Regions from separate parts of the Cricetulus griseus genome. Here region 1 is linked to region 2. Evidence: chromatin contacts called from public Hi-C data. All regions are on one chromosome and are shown on one strand. Each heading gives the region's core, a stretch centred on a gene start, on an enhancer-like site or on the middle of the called end of the contact. The rest is flanking DNA. Distances are from core to core; before and after follow the strand shown. Region 1 overlaps Pbx1 (pre-B-cell leukemia transcription factor 1). Region 2 holds the start of Pbx1 (pre-B-cell leukemia transcription factor 1).

Region 1 (7,076 bases), core at 3,012-5,511, 210 kb before region 2:
CCATGAGTGGAAGCCAGAGAAGCCAGACATCTGGGCAAGTGGACACAAAGGGGAGGTGTCATATGGCCAGGGTACTTACTGAGTGGCCTAGAAGTATCCTTTGGCTTTGACCAGGAATGCAAGGGTAGGGAGAAGAGGCTCTGCATACAAACCTGCTAAGAGCATCTTGCTCCTTCCAAGATGAAGACATGAGTCCACCCTGCCCAAAGGAAAACTAAACTCATCCAACTATAAAGCAGGAAGCAAATATATATAAAAGGTATAGCAATGGATGGGGGAAGTTCTAACATATTATTTTAGACGAAGAGCCAGAAACCTGCCTATCAATATACAGCTGACGCCTCCAAACACAACAGTAAAAGGATGTGGAGCCAAAGGAGCCTGTGGAGCTGGTGGGGTACAGGGAACTGGGGGTGAGGGTGGGGTCCTAGGCCACTCTACTTGCAGAAGGAATGGCTGCCATTCCTTGCAGCATCCACAGATCTCCCCCAGATAAGCACAATGAGTATGTGCACATGTCCATTAACTTTCCCTTTTCGGAAACAACCAACACCTGTGATCCCAAGATCTTACAAATACATGAAGGGTCTGGCATGGCCCCTCAAGGAAATGTTGAGTACAGTCCTTAACCCACCTCAGAAGCCACCCTCTCAACATTTACTGCTAACAAGTCAGCATGCCATGCCTTTCTCCACACAAGGGAGACAGAACACATCACCAAAGAGGCAAATGGGGCCTTTCTTGCTTCTCAGAACTTTCCAGCATTCTCCAGAAGCCCCCAGGCACTGGTGAACAAAGACCAGCCAGGAGGACTGAAAGCTGACTGTCTGGAGTCTCATGACACAGGCATGAGCTGAGGAATGCTGGCTGTGATGAGGACAGGGCATTAGAGATCCTGCGCTCTAGCCTAGTCACATTCCTTAGCTTAGTCATTCAAAAGAGACAAACATCTCAGAGACCAAGAAAGCCAGTTTACTGCCTTTAGGGGATAGGGATTAATCTATCTCAGTACTACCCATTCTTTCTTATCTCAGAACTTCCATCTTTCCCTGCAGACACAGCCCTCTGGAGTAGCATTGTCTTCCTGGGCTGTCCTCCATGGTGTCTCTCATTCTCCTCCGACACAGCTAAGTGGCTGAATCATGAAGCCATGGACATCTGCTGGCCAAGTGGGTCACACTTATCCTGAAGTCATGCGGGCACTCACATTCCATCCTAAACAGGCTTCTCAAATGCCGATTCTGGTTTCCAGGGGACATTTTAAAGGAGAAGTAGATTTCAAGCAAATGATTGCAACTTATCGAAAATAATGTGCTACTTAGCGTCTGCGGCAGACATCCTGGCAGGCAGTGAGGGGAAGCAGCGCCGGAGCAGATGGGCGAGATTAGGCTCAGATTTTCAGATGGGCTTTTTGTTGTTGTTGCTGCCTCCGCTCGTTTCGGCACACTTGTAACATCAGGAACTCGGGGAGAGCTCCCACTCCTCTCTGTGCCCTGAGATAGAGTTCCCTCCTCAACACTCACACTGGAAGCACCCACTCTGGGGAAAGGTACAGTGGGCATCAGGCTTAGCATCATCAAAATGTATTTATACCACAAGGCTCTGGCTAAATACATCAATAGCTGGCAGCGAGATGGATGAGGCACTAGCCTCATTTTCCTTTAAGGATTCTCCTCCCTGAGGCTCGGCCTTATTTACTCCAGTTACTACCATATTTCCCTGAAGAAGTGTCTTGTTTTCTCATTCACCTAGCAAGCCAACATCTTCTCCAAACATGTAATATCTGCTTGGAAAGTTCCAGAGCTTTTCCATCATCCAGACCCCCAGCCTGGCTTAGCAAGCACCTTGGGATGATACTTTATGAGCCTCCTAGCCTCCAGGAGAGCCAAGAGCTAATAGCAAGCTGTCCCTGTTTACATACATAAACACACACACACACACACACACACACACACACACGCACGCACGCACGCACGCACGCACGCACGCACGCACGCACAGGCACTTGCACACACTTTTTGATAGGTGTGTGTGTGTGTGTGTGTGTGTGTGTGTGTGTGTGTGTGTGCATGTATGATGCATGTGCATTTGTGTGCCTGCATGGAGAAAGCAGACACTGCTCTGTCGCTCTCTGCCATATTCCTTTGAGGTCTCTAATGGAACCTGGAACCAGTCTCACTGCTATCAAGTTACAGAAGTCCTTGGGGGTACAGAGATGTGTAGTCACACCTGAGTTTTTACGTGGGTACTGGGAATTTTAACTCAGGCCTTCATGCTTATGCAGGAAGTCCCCTATAGAATGGGGAGAAGCCATCACTGGAGCCATGAAATTTGGGCCAGAGGCTGTTTTCCATTATAAAACCTCCCTTTTAGAAACCAAATTTGCTTTTCTTTTTCTACATGGTTGCTTGGCATCGGCACTGGGCATGACTGCAGACAGGCCAGGCCTATTGTGTCTAGCAACATCCTTGCAGATCAGCTAAAGTAAAGTTCTGTTTTGAGACAGGCTCTCATGTAGCACAGACTGGCATCAAACTCACTCCACAGCTAAGGGTGGTAAGCTCCTGATTCTCCTGCCTCCACCTCCCGGCTCCCAAGCGCTGGATGGAATTACAGGTGCACACCAGAGCCACCTTAAAGTAAAGTTTTATCAGCTTGCCCAAAATGGTCTCCACAAATTTCACCCATAGTGCTGTCCCTCCAAAGACCTGGGTGATCACGACAGCAGCAAGCTTGCTGGGTACCGGTTCTCCACATGGCCCACACCTCAGATACAGAGAGTCAAACAGAACGAAGATGACTATTCAAGATCATGGTGGAAGGAGCTATTTCACTCAGTGAACTTGGCAGCATACATAATGGGCTGATGATGAAAGAACCCAAGTATCCTTAATGACTCTTTTTTTGTGGGAATTAAACTTTACATATCAACTTACAAAATTTAGTGTGGTTGCTGTGAATGCTCCATAGATGGTAATGGGGGGCTAAGCCTTTTTTTGCTGGTGCTTGAACTGAAGTACACAGGACACAGAACTAGCTCTGCAGGTAAATTAAGTTGGGGTTCCTTCTCCCCTCTTCTGGTCTCACAGCTGTTTCCACTGGTGCCCAGGTAGCGGGGTGGACAAACAGACATTAAGGGGCAGCCTGTAGTCTCACAGGGTAGAGGTCAATGTCAGCTTCTCTGCTGCCTTTTACAAAATTCCTTTCTGTTTTTCCTAAACAAGTTACACCAGTAAAACTGATAGCATGGTGTCATTTCCACAGCTTCAAAAATACCCCCTTCTGTCCTAACATAGACAAAAAATTCACAGAATTCTTCGACTACCACACCTCCAAAAGTTACAGTAAGGGCCACAGTCCTCTTGAAAGGTGAATCTCCCTTTGCTTCCAATGCTGGAAGATGGAGCTGGATGCTGCTCTTCCTGATAGCACAGTGATGATCAGCTGGTACCACACCTTGGTTTTCAAGTTCAGCATCCCGGCTAGGATGACCTTTTAGTTCCTGGCTCTCTTTCTGCTTTGCAAAACAGAACTCCATCACCATCCCTCTGCCACCAAGATGACCTCTGAGCTCTCAGAAACAGTGTAGAGAAAGGCAGCTTGATGGCTCCAATGAACGATGTGCCTAGCTCTTCTGTCAAGGTTCTATAATATTTGTAGAACATATATTCCTTCTCCCTACAGCAAAGTTAAAATGCTATAAAACACCTCATCTTTGAAAGTTACCTCTAAATGGGCACTGGAGCCATGATGACATTAGAAAATAAAGCAACTAGCTTAAGATTACACAACGCAGTGTGAATGGAACATAAGCAGTGTGAATCGCCCTTAATCGGCCCTTCTTCTAGCCAGGATCCCGAGATACAGTGATTGGTCCAGATCTAGAGACTTCTACTTTAGGCCAATGACAATACTAATGGTTTTAAAACTCTGGATGGCCATGACATGTGGTGGATCATCTGTCCAGAAGTTAAGTGATAGGAATACAGTGTGCGTGCGTGCGTGTGTGTGTGTGTGTGTGTGTGTGTGTGTGTGTGTACAAAACAAGAAGCAGGCATTTCTGTAATTCTTCCCTCCTGCAGGTCACTCCTGTGGTCCTGTGCTTGGTCCTGTGCCTACACTCCAGAAACACTGTAGTGGGCGCTGGTGTCCTGTGACTAACTACTCAGGTTTTCCTCATGAAAAGTAGCATTGCCATTAGTCTCATGACCCAAACACCCCTGAGACTGTTTCAAAGATGCTAAAGCAAACGTCAAGGAATGGTTTCTCCAGTTACTCATCTGATTGCTAAGCATTTACGCAATTTATGTGGTGAATGAAACATAGCCACCATCTGAGAATGGCAGCTTTCCCTTGTTTCCCTGATGTGTATAGGGCACTTGGAGTGCACAAAAACGTAAGACCACGAATCCAATACAGGCATTCAGTCTGAAATGTTGGCCCAGCTGTTGAAGCTCCAGCTCGCATACATAAGGGTGGACACACTGGTCTCAGATTCCTAAATTCTTCACAATGAAAGAGGAGAGACTTAATCCTTATACAGCAAAGACTCCCTAGTGCTCAGATTGGTTTAAAATTTTGCAGTCACTTCTATTGCTTTGCTTTGGTGTGTAAAATTCACTGTAGTTGCTTTTGGATTTTTCTTTCAGTGACAAATTAATTTAAGTTTACAAGGAAAAGAAATCCCTAGGGGTAGAATTCATCCATTTGAAGAATATGCTGATTTTTAAGAAACTATGATTTCCCTAGAAACCAAAGAGCAGAGTTTAAGGAGGGAAAGAGGACTCGGGTGGGGGGAGTCTTTTTAGGAGAGGGAGATAAAATAACTCACAGAATGTCTCTGGATCAAGAGGCATGACAGGGACAGATGTCCTAGCGTTGAGGACAGAGTACTACACCATGTCCCTTCTGGATCACATCACAGCACCTTGTCTCATCAACCATATGGTTCTGCAGGGGTGACCATGCCCTTTACACCTGAGCCACACCCAGATTCTTGGGGATTGACATTCTCTGCTCCCACAAAGAAAGGCAGGGATGGAAGAGGAAAAGGAGCCCAGCTCTGGTGAACTGTGATCAATGCCTAGAGATTTATAGCAATTCATTCATGGACCAGTTCCTTTTTTTATGAAATATACTTAATTTGTTTATCCATTACACTTAAAAAAAAGCATTATTGAAAGTAGGCTGGTTGATTAAGTTTACAAAAAGTACTTGCCTTATAAGCATGGAAACCTGAGTTCAATCCCTAAGAACCCATTGGTAGGGGGAGGGGTATACTCTTGTAATCTCAGCACTGGGAAGGGAGGCAGAGACAGGTAAATCCCCAGAGGCCTACTGGCCAACAGGTCTAGACTAATTGATGAGTTATAGACTCTGTCTCAAAAAGCAAGATGAAAAGGTAGAGACAGGATTCCCGAGGAATGATAGCCAAGGTTGTGCTTTGTCACACACACACACACACACACACACACACACACACACGCGCGCGCTATATACACACTTTCACAAACCATTCCCTGAGTGGGTACTATGTCCTAGACGGATACTGATGACACACAAATACAATGACTAAAGGCATTCCTGACATGGACAAATGGTTGCATGGGAAAGACAGACAAACGAGACTATTGCTAGAATTCAGCTCGTAGAACATAGCACAGTGGATGAAGTTTCCTCACCCAACCACCTCACAGTTAAGGAAATTGCACCTCATCATAATACTTTACTGGAGCCTAGGCTGCCCATGTGTTTAGATACACCAACAGAACCCAAAAACATGTTCATGCAGAGCTTGACAGAGGCAGATGCTGGAGGTTCCCTGCAACTCCTCACCATCCACAGAACCTTGTACCATTCAACCTAGCAACAGTGCATAGGATTTCAACACTGAAGAGCCACAGATAAACAGAATCTAGGGGCTGCATCTGGGGATGAGGTACCCTCACCCTATGAGAAATGAGAATCCCGACGGTGCAACAGATAGGAATCAGAGTAAACTCACTTCCCAGACAGGTGTCCCCAACACACTTCCTCGTGGTGGACAAGCAAGAGCTGTAGAGTGTTGCACCCAGGCCACAAGCCGCCCACCAGACCAGTGTGGGCTGGCAGAGTGGATTCTAACCTTCTGAGGCATCAAAGCTGACTTCTTTGGCTGTGAGAAAGCATTTACTCAGTTTAAGCAGACATTTTCCCCCTGTGGTTGGGCTGTCTGGAGTCTTTGGCTGACAAGTTCACCACACACTCAACTTGATGTGCCAGAGACCTTACTAACTCAGCTCTCAAGACAGTGCACTGCAAACCCCATCAGGGGTCCCAAGTCTGGGGCGGTGGTCTTTGCTTTGCAGGGGCTCCTGCAAGCTGAAGTCCAAGCCTCTGAATAACTTGTTTCGTCCATTCATAGGGAAGCAAAGGAAATATCTGAGCTGCTAGCAGAGAAACTGAGAGAAAAAAAATAGCTGCCATGAACACGCCATTCCTTACTCATCCCAGGCCAAGTAGAAGCCACATACCCTGACCCCAAAGTGAGCTTCCTCAGCATGGTAAGGCCCAGACCCCAACCGGCAATAATTCTACATATAAACAACTCTTGCTAGGCATGAAGCACACACCAGACAGTAATCAGCTTATCTAATAGAACAGGCCTCTTTTCCTACCACAGAGGAGGATTAGCGGGCTTGAATTACAGCCGTGAAGTGTAATCAAGCCTGGATCGACACTGGCAAAGGATACTGTATATTCCTGCTGGGCCGAGCGTTGTTGGCGCAACATGGTGTACCTACAGGGGATGAACAGGAAATGCTTGCCATGGTAATTATGCCGGGAGGTAGCAATTGAGAAGTGGGGAAAAGCTAGTGTTGTGGGAGGAAAACGAGATGGCAGCTGATGCCCACTCCCTAGACTCTTTCCAGTCTTTGGAAGGTCTCACAGTTACTGCATCTGAGCAGATTTTTCTTGCCCATTATAAACAGACTGTTCCCCTAAGCCATAGCAAGGGGAGACAGATACCCTAGCTAACTTGACCACAGAAACATCTGCAGAGTTTTATCTGCAGAGTGGAACTTGCAGCCTCCAAC
Region 2 (7,301 bases), core at 1,281-3,780:
CTGAGTGTATTTTTCTGGAACAATGTTATGGAGAAATCTGTTCCAATTCAAGAGAGAATTGCCAGTGGGGAGCCTCTTGTTTGCCATACCCATTAGCTTTTCTTTGGATAATAACATTCAAAAAGAGCACCAATTAATTTTTCAAAAATCTTTCCCCTCCACCATTAAAAGCATGAAAATAGTTTGGGGGGAGTCTTTTAACATTACCAAGTTTTCAGGCGCCCTAAGCCTTAGCACTTTTAAGTTTACATGTTCCATGTGTTAGCAGCTAAAATAAGTGTAATTCATAACATGCGTGCTTTTAGCTGCTTCCTCTTATTTTCTCAAGGCTCTGTTTCCCTTACATAAAATTCATATTATGTGTTATCCACATAACTAAGTCACATAAGGGCTAGTCATTTTGTAATGTTTTAAAAATTCCAAAGCAAAATAGAAAGCACTCGAAAAATTAACAAAGCTGAGTGATTGTGTGGACATATGTGACCATTGGATTTTTTTTTTAATCCTTCCTATCTGAGTTGGGCCTTGGGCAAGCTGTTAGTGGCTTTGCCACTTAACCTGTGTTTTCATTTTGAAAGAGGATTTGCTGTAAAAATCCTAGAGTCAAGAACCTGGTGGTGGGTTCAGTTAAGGAAGCCCCAGTTTCATAGTTATATTCCTTCATGTCTTGTCCTACTGAAATACATGAAATTCATACATGCCTTCATTTCAATTCAGTTGCACTCTAAGTGATCCTGGAAAAGGCATGGGGCAGAGAATATACTTGATATCTGTTCCCATCCTTTATACAGGACCACACATATGTGTCTGTCCTGGGAAGGTGAGAGAACACCAACTCAAATTAAGAGACAATAAAGTTAAACTCAAAATCCGAGTCTTCTATAACTAACAGTCCTCAGAGCAAAATTATCTTCCCTTTCTTCCCATTTTCTTTTTCTAAAAACCAAAAGGAGTGATTGTAAGATATTTTCTTACTGTCTGACATCTAACACAGAACTACCCTGCTTTTTGTTTGTTTGTTGTTTTTGTTTGTTTTGGGTGGGGAGTGAGGAAAAAAAAAGACCAAAAAAAAATTATGGAGGGATACATGAAGAAGGAAAATCAAACTTCCTGAATTATCTAAGTAAGGAGTCAGTGGCCTCTGCAAATAAAGTGTTCTTGGGACATTTTTTATTTTGTCATGTTCCGAAGTCCCTCAACTACAGAAGGCAAGGAATGCCGCTCGGAACTTGACAATTCTGCTTCCCTCATACACTTTTTTAAAGCAGTTTAAAAAAAAAAAAAAAAAAAAAGTGCCGAGGGCCGCTTTTGGATTAGTTGGCAGCATTTTCGGCGTGGCTGCGTGTTTGTGTGCATTCATACAAATACCTCTAACAGACACACACGCACAATATCTACACACTGACACATCACCGCACGGGCGATCACACTTTCGATAACAACGCTCCTTTAAATTTTACTCCTCCGCCATGGAGTTGCTTGTTAAAATGAGAAAAGAAACAACATTTTTAAAAGAAAGCGCTGTAGTGATTCGGTTCCCATTGTTTCCCCCTGCGAGAGGGAGGAAAAAAAAAAGAAAGAAAAGAAAAGAAAGGCAAAGAAAAGCCTCCATCTCACCTGGCCTGCGCTTCATCCAAACTCTGGTCTGTGATGGTCATAATTTGCTGTAAAATGTCCCCGATGTCCTGCTTCCTCCCGCCCTCCCCCTCGGTCCCTCCGGCCCCATCCTGCAAGTGCTGGGACAGGCCGGGGTGTCCGGCCATCCCGACCCCAGCGTGGGAATGCATCAGCCTCGGCTGCTCGTCCATCTCCGAAGGCTCCGGCAGCCCCGGCTCTTCCTCTTCGGCTCCTCGGCTCGGCGCCTGGAAAGCACCGAGGCTTTTTATCCTTCAAGCTGTCTTCAAATCCTTTTCAGGATAAACAGGGACCGGGGTTTAAAAAAAAAAAAAAAAAAAAAAAAAAAAGACCAAAAGGGAAAAAAAAATCTCTTTGCCTCTTTAGAGGATGGTGGGAGGATGGGGAGGGGGAGGGGGGCGTGAAGGGGTTGCGGGGTGAGGGTGGGGATAAGGGCTGGTGGGGAAGGGTGTTGACTCCAAAAAAGCAAGAAAAATAAACCTCCTTCCCACTTGGCGAAAAGAAATCAGAGCTGCCTTTGGGTTTTTCAGTCCGATCTCCTTTGCAAGGCAGAAATGGGCTCCCGGCGCTTAAATCTGTGGCTTAATCCTTTTGCAAATATGCATTGACCGGGAGAAAGGAGAGGAAGGCAGGGGGATTGCAATGCAAACTTTCCCCCCCCACCCCCGCCTGCCCCACCCCCACTCCGGGCCAGAGTGATCTCAAAGGGGGTGGGCTGTAGCAGAAGCCAGATCTCCCCCAGCCGTGGCGGCAGGCAAAGCCCAAGCTCTCTCCTCCTCCGTGTCTCTGCAAACTCCAGCAGCCCCGTCAGCCTCCTGCTTTTGTTTAGCCCAGGCTCAGGACTCCAGAAACATATACAGAAAAACCACAGCCTGAGAGGAGGAGGAGAAGGAGGAGGAGGAGGAGGAGGAGGAGGAGAAGAAGGAGGAGGAGGATGAGAAGGAGAGGGGAGGGGGCCGAGGGAAGGGGGGAGGGGGCGGAGAGACCAGGAGGCCGGGGCCAGCGGAGGGAGGAGGGCTTCAGAGCCCCGCCCCCGTCTCTGATTGGCCAGTCTAAAGAAACGGCCTCTTCCTCCTACTACTTTCCACCCTGCTCCTCCTCCTCAGCCTCCTTCAGCTCCTCCTCGCCCGGGCGTCCTGTCAATCAGAGTTTAGAGGTGGGCCGGGAAGGAGGCGGGGCTAAGAGCAAGTCTCCAGTCCTTAAAGGTGCAGAGAGAGGCTAGCTCCGACTCTTGTCTTGCTTGCCTCTCTTAGGCTGCGTCCTTGAGGAAAACGTGGCTCCGCTTAAAAGCAAGACTGTAAAATTAACACGAAAGCATGCAGACGGTGTGGATCCCTCCTCCCCACCCCTCCTTCGCCTACGCAGTGACGCTGCCGCAATAAACTTGGTTCTCTGAAATCCTTAAACCTCGGAGAAACTGTTGAGAGCAAAACTTTGTAGTGTGACGTAGTTAGTAAATGAAATCAAGCTGCTAAGATAGTTCATAATGATCCCTAACAGATGAAAGTCGAGACAGTAGGTAATTTGCAAAGACTCAACTCCAGGCCAGCAAAAAAATAAATAAATAAATACAGATTGCTATTAACTGTGGACTAAAACCAAATAAAACTCAAGAAAAAGACTAATAAATAAGTTCACCAAATGAAAAGAATTCAACATTTCTCTTCCCCCTGAGGGAAGTTGATTATTTGGCTTAAACACTTAATAAAGGATTGTATTGTCACAGTCTGGTTCTAGTTTTTAATATAGTCTAATAAGCATTAATAACAGGGAGAAGAAGGAAACTGACATTTATTGAATGCCTACTATGCACAAAGTAATTTACTTGAGTTATTGTATTTAATTCCCAAGATATCTCTGTGAATTATGGAATAATATTATTCGCATTTCACAGAGAAGAAACTTAGAAAAGTTAAAGAATTTGTCCAACGTCCATAGTTATGAAGCATGAGAGCTGGAATTCATACCCAAGTTTGGCTCTTTCCAAGGATGAGTGAGTCTATGTATAGTAGGCCTCAAATCTAAGAGATACATGTGAATATGGTCAAAGTTACTTGTGTGCCTTGTTTGTGTGTAGCTTGAAAACAGACTTAAGTACTTAGAAGAACAGATATTAAAACAAGAGGGCTGGGATTGAAAATACATAGGCAAAAAATAATTGAATTAGCCAGGCAGTGGTGGCTCACGCCTTTAATTCTGGTACTGGAGAGGCAGAGGCTGGTGGATCTCTGTGATTTCGAGGCCAGCCAGGTCTACAGAGTGAGTTCCAGGACAGGTTCCAAAGCTACACAGAGAAACCCTGTCTTGAAAAACCAGAAAGATAGACAGACAGACAGATGAAGCCAGTAATTCCTGCCTGGGATAATCTACATTTTTTTGTTTTGTTTTGTTTTCCTTTTAGTCCAGCTAACAGGGGAATCTAAATGGGGACATTTTCTCAACACTCATAAGATAAAAACAAAACAAACAAAAACCCACCAATCACTTAGGCAAGCCCAGGACTGCTTTGGAAGTTAAAACACTCTTGTGTATCCTGTGCTGTTCCAGCATGACTCTATATGGCCAGCCTCAGTATGCCCAATCAGCAGAATGGGACATCACCTAGCCACGCACTTGGAGCTCCTCAAATAGAATGCTCTTCTCTTCATCAACCATTATGCAAACACTTGGCAAGATAAGGGGCCCTTAGGGAAGCACTTCAAAGCAACTCTTAACATGCTCATTGGCACCCATTGGTATAAGGGCATGCAGTAGTGTGTATTAACTGTACTGATAATGCCATATTACTTAATAAAAGTGGTTTTATTCGCACACATATCTTGACTTGTAAGCTGATGCTTTAATCAACACTAATCAGAAGTTGAGTAAAACTTAAAATCATATGTCAATCTCAGCCTATGTGGTCTCATATATCCCTTGCCTCTTACAACATGAGGTTGAAGAGGAGCCTATAAGAAATCAGTTTTGAAGCAATTAATTCTGAGTGATGAACCTAATAAAACATTACCAAGCCAAGGACTGAGAGAGGCACCATACACACTCTAAGATCAGTATCGTCTAGAGTCATTTTGCTAGGGGAATTAGAGATGTGTACAATATTAATTGTACAAATGACTCCTATTTACTAACCTAAGCTTTTCTGTTCAAGGTACTGAGTTAGCTCACCACAACGATCTGGTCTCAGTTCTTAGGCATTTAACTATGACTCCATATAGTTGCCCAAATACATTTCAATATAAATAAATGGTATACTAGAGAAACCACACACTACAAAAGAGATGAAAGAAAGTGAAAACTGCTTAGAGTAAATGTTAGTGGGATCTGAGGTGGGTCTGAAGGACACATTGGAACTGGAAGGCAGGGTTAACATGTGCTTCAGGGGTCTCTTTGCACACAACAGAAGTAATGGTAAGTCTACACAACAGAAGACTGCACAGGCATCGCTGTCAGCATTGTGCTTTCTCTGGTAGACACTGAAGTCACATGAGAGACCGTTTCAATCATATGAGCGGGTAGCATGGCTAGTTTATACAGTTGTCCAAACCAACAGGTAAATGGTTATCAGCTTGCCCAAATTGTCTGGGGGTGGGGGCCGTGTAAAATCCATTAGGAAGGAGGCAAGAGAAATGGGAAGGCAAGGACGATGCTGAGACCATATCAAGATGGCGCCACTGTGAGAACTGACTTGATATGGGTGAGGAAGAGAAAGGGAATGGCCTCCAGCCTGGAGCAAAGCAGCACTGATACCATGAAAATTATAGCTGGAATATGACTTATCCAGTGCTGAGTCTCTTGTAGGCTTTTGTAACAAGTTACCACTTAATTTGGCTAATTTAAGTCCCATTTTTGACACCTCCCTACTTTGTGGTGAAGATGTAAATTTCCTTGAATTACTAGACAAATACAGACTGGCATCACTCAGTGTCTAACTGGGATTCATTCCATCCTTCTGTGACTGTTTTGTTGTATGGGCATAGATTGTATTCAACACACGAAGTTACTCTGTCACCAGGTCATACAGTCTTGTGTGATCATTCTCTATACACTGTCTTCTGAAGCATGATTGTACAAATGTTGCAAAAAGTCCTGATTTTTTAATGCAAATAAAGGAATTCAAAGGGAGCAAACACCTTAGGTGAAATAGAACGACTAGGATCGCATTAGAGAAATTTGAAAAGTAGGTTCTAAGGAAAAAAAAAATTCTATGTGCAATTTCCCAACTTTATGAACCGTGACAGAAGATGGATACTGTTTTTTGTTTCTTCAGTATTCAGACAACAACACTTTCCTTATAATCGCTGTGTTGCAAATTCGTGCTTAAAGGAACTGAGGCCGGCTGAGTCCTGCTTTCCAGATGTGAGTGTCAAAATTTTACCCAGTAACAAAGCAGCTCTCAGTCCAGCCCATTTCTAACGTGCCACAAAGTCATGCCATCATGCTTACCTCTGTGAGAAGACTAGGTGACGCTGAGGGTTCTCGCTCAAACTTCTTCAGATCTTAGTAGGACACACTGTTCATTCGTAGTCACCTAAGGAAAAAAGGACAAGGTGTAGGGCAATGCGTGAAAGGACGTCACTCCATTCTCTAGCAACCAGGGCATGGATCTACTGGTACTGTAAGGATTCGGGAGTTATGCAGGCCTGCCTCTATCACCTGGCAGAATGCACTCAGGCAGTACCCTGGTCAGCCCAGCAATCCATGATTCCGTAGTCTGCACGCAGGTGCAAAGGACGCTATTAAAAGAAAGACACTCCACCCCTACTTAAGATCTCTTTCCGGCTCCTCTCTCTCTGCTCTAGTCTCTTGGCCTGCTCCTCTCTTTCTCCCTCCTCTCTTTCCTGCTCTCTTCCCTGCGGTTCCCCTGGGGCAGGAATGACTTTTCCTGTCTCCCTCTTCTCTTCTGTCCTCTCTCTGTCTCTGTGTCTCTTTACCTCTTTTCTCTTTCCTTCCCGCTCCCTCCCCTTTCTAATAAAATTTCTAACTTAAACTCTGACTACCTGACATGTTTGTCCAAGCTCCCCCACGCAAGGTTCCTCACTCATTACAACAGGTACAGCCAGAGATAAATTTATTACTCCATGTTGCTATGCCATCTAGGCAGACACTAATTTATGCAGCATAGTGGTTTGAATGAGAATGGCCCCCATAGGCTCATAGATTTGGGTACCCAGTGACCAGGGAGTGGCACTATTCGAAAGAAGTAGTTGTGGCTTTGTTGAAGGAAGTGTATCACTGGAGATGGGCTTTGAGGTTTCAAAAAGCCCATTCCGAGGCCAGAGTCTCTCTCTTCCCTATGCCTGTGGATCTGGCATGTAGAACTCTTAGCTCCTTCTCCAGCACGGTGTCTGCCTGCGTGCCACCATGCTTCCTGCCATGATGACAATGGACTAAAGCTCTGAAACTGGAAGCAACCTCCAGTTAAACATTCTCTTTTTTGTTTGTTTCTTACCACTTTTTGCTGTTCTGGAACTTTCCACTCACCTGTCCACCTTTATGCCCCCCATCTACCTGGAATATTTTTCATCCTTTTGTTTTCTCCAACCTTCTCTACCATGTTTATAGAAATCTTCTAGATTGGCCCTGACTCTGTGCCTCACTGGGCAGTCTTTAAAGCTGTGGTGGAATTACTTCCCTCTGAATTAGATCACAAAATTTCTAGAATGAGG

What was found. Hi-C and Micro-C count contacts between places; a contact is called where the count stands out from the background.
Region 1: a Hi-C map of the CHO-K1 cell line shows a contact between it and region 2, with 5 times the contacts expected there. The contact joins the enhancer-like site here to the promoter of Pbx1 in region 2. A contact is called at or near these places in 3 of 8 Hi-C or Micro-C datasets (the CHO-K1 cell line and fibroblasts).

Annotation. Positions count from the first base shown.
Region 1 is chr5:24,493,521-24,500,596 of CriGri-PICRH-1.0, reverse strand. The region is part of intron 2 of Pbx1 (pre-B-cell leukemia transcription factor 1); the gene reads right to left. Among named protein-coding and RNA genes, the nearest start is that of Pbx1, 210 kb to the right of the region's middle. Within about 2 kb of position 4,261, at least 2 of the 6 cell types and tissues checked have open chromatin away from gene starts, as enhancers often do. A contact at or near this core is called in the CHO-K1 cell line and fibroblasts, where this site is marked.
Region 2 is chr5:24,285,158-24,292,458 of CriGri-PICRH-1.0, reverse strand. It overlaps Pbx1 (pre-B-cell leukemia transcription factor 1), which reads right to left and starts at 2,530. Exons shown (of 9, transcript XM_027417092.2): 1 at 1,618-2,530. The coding sequence starts at 1,808.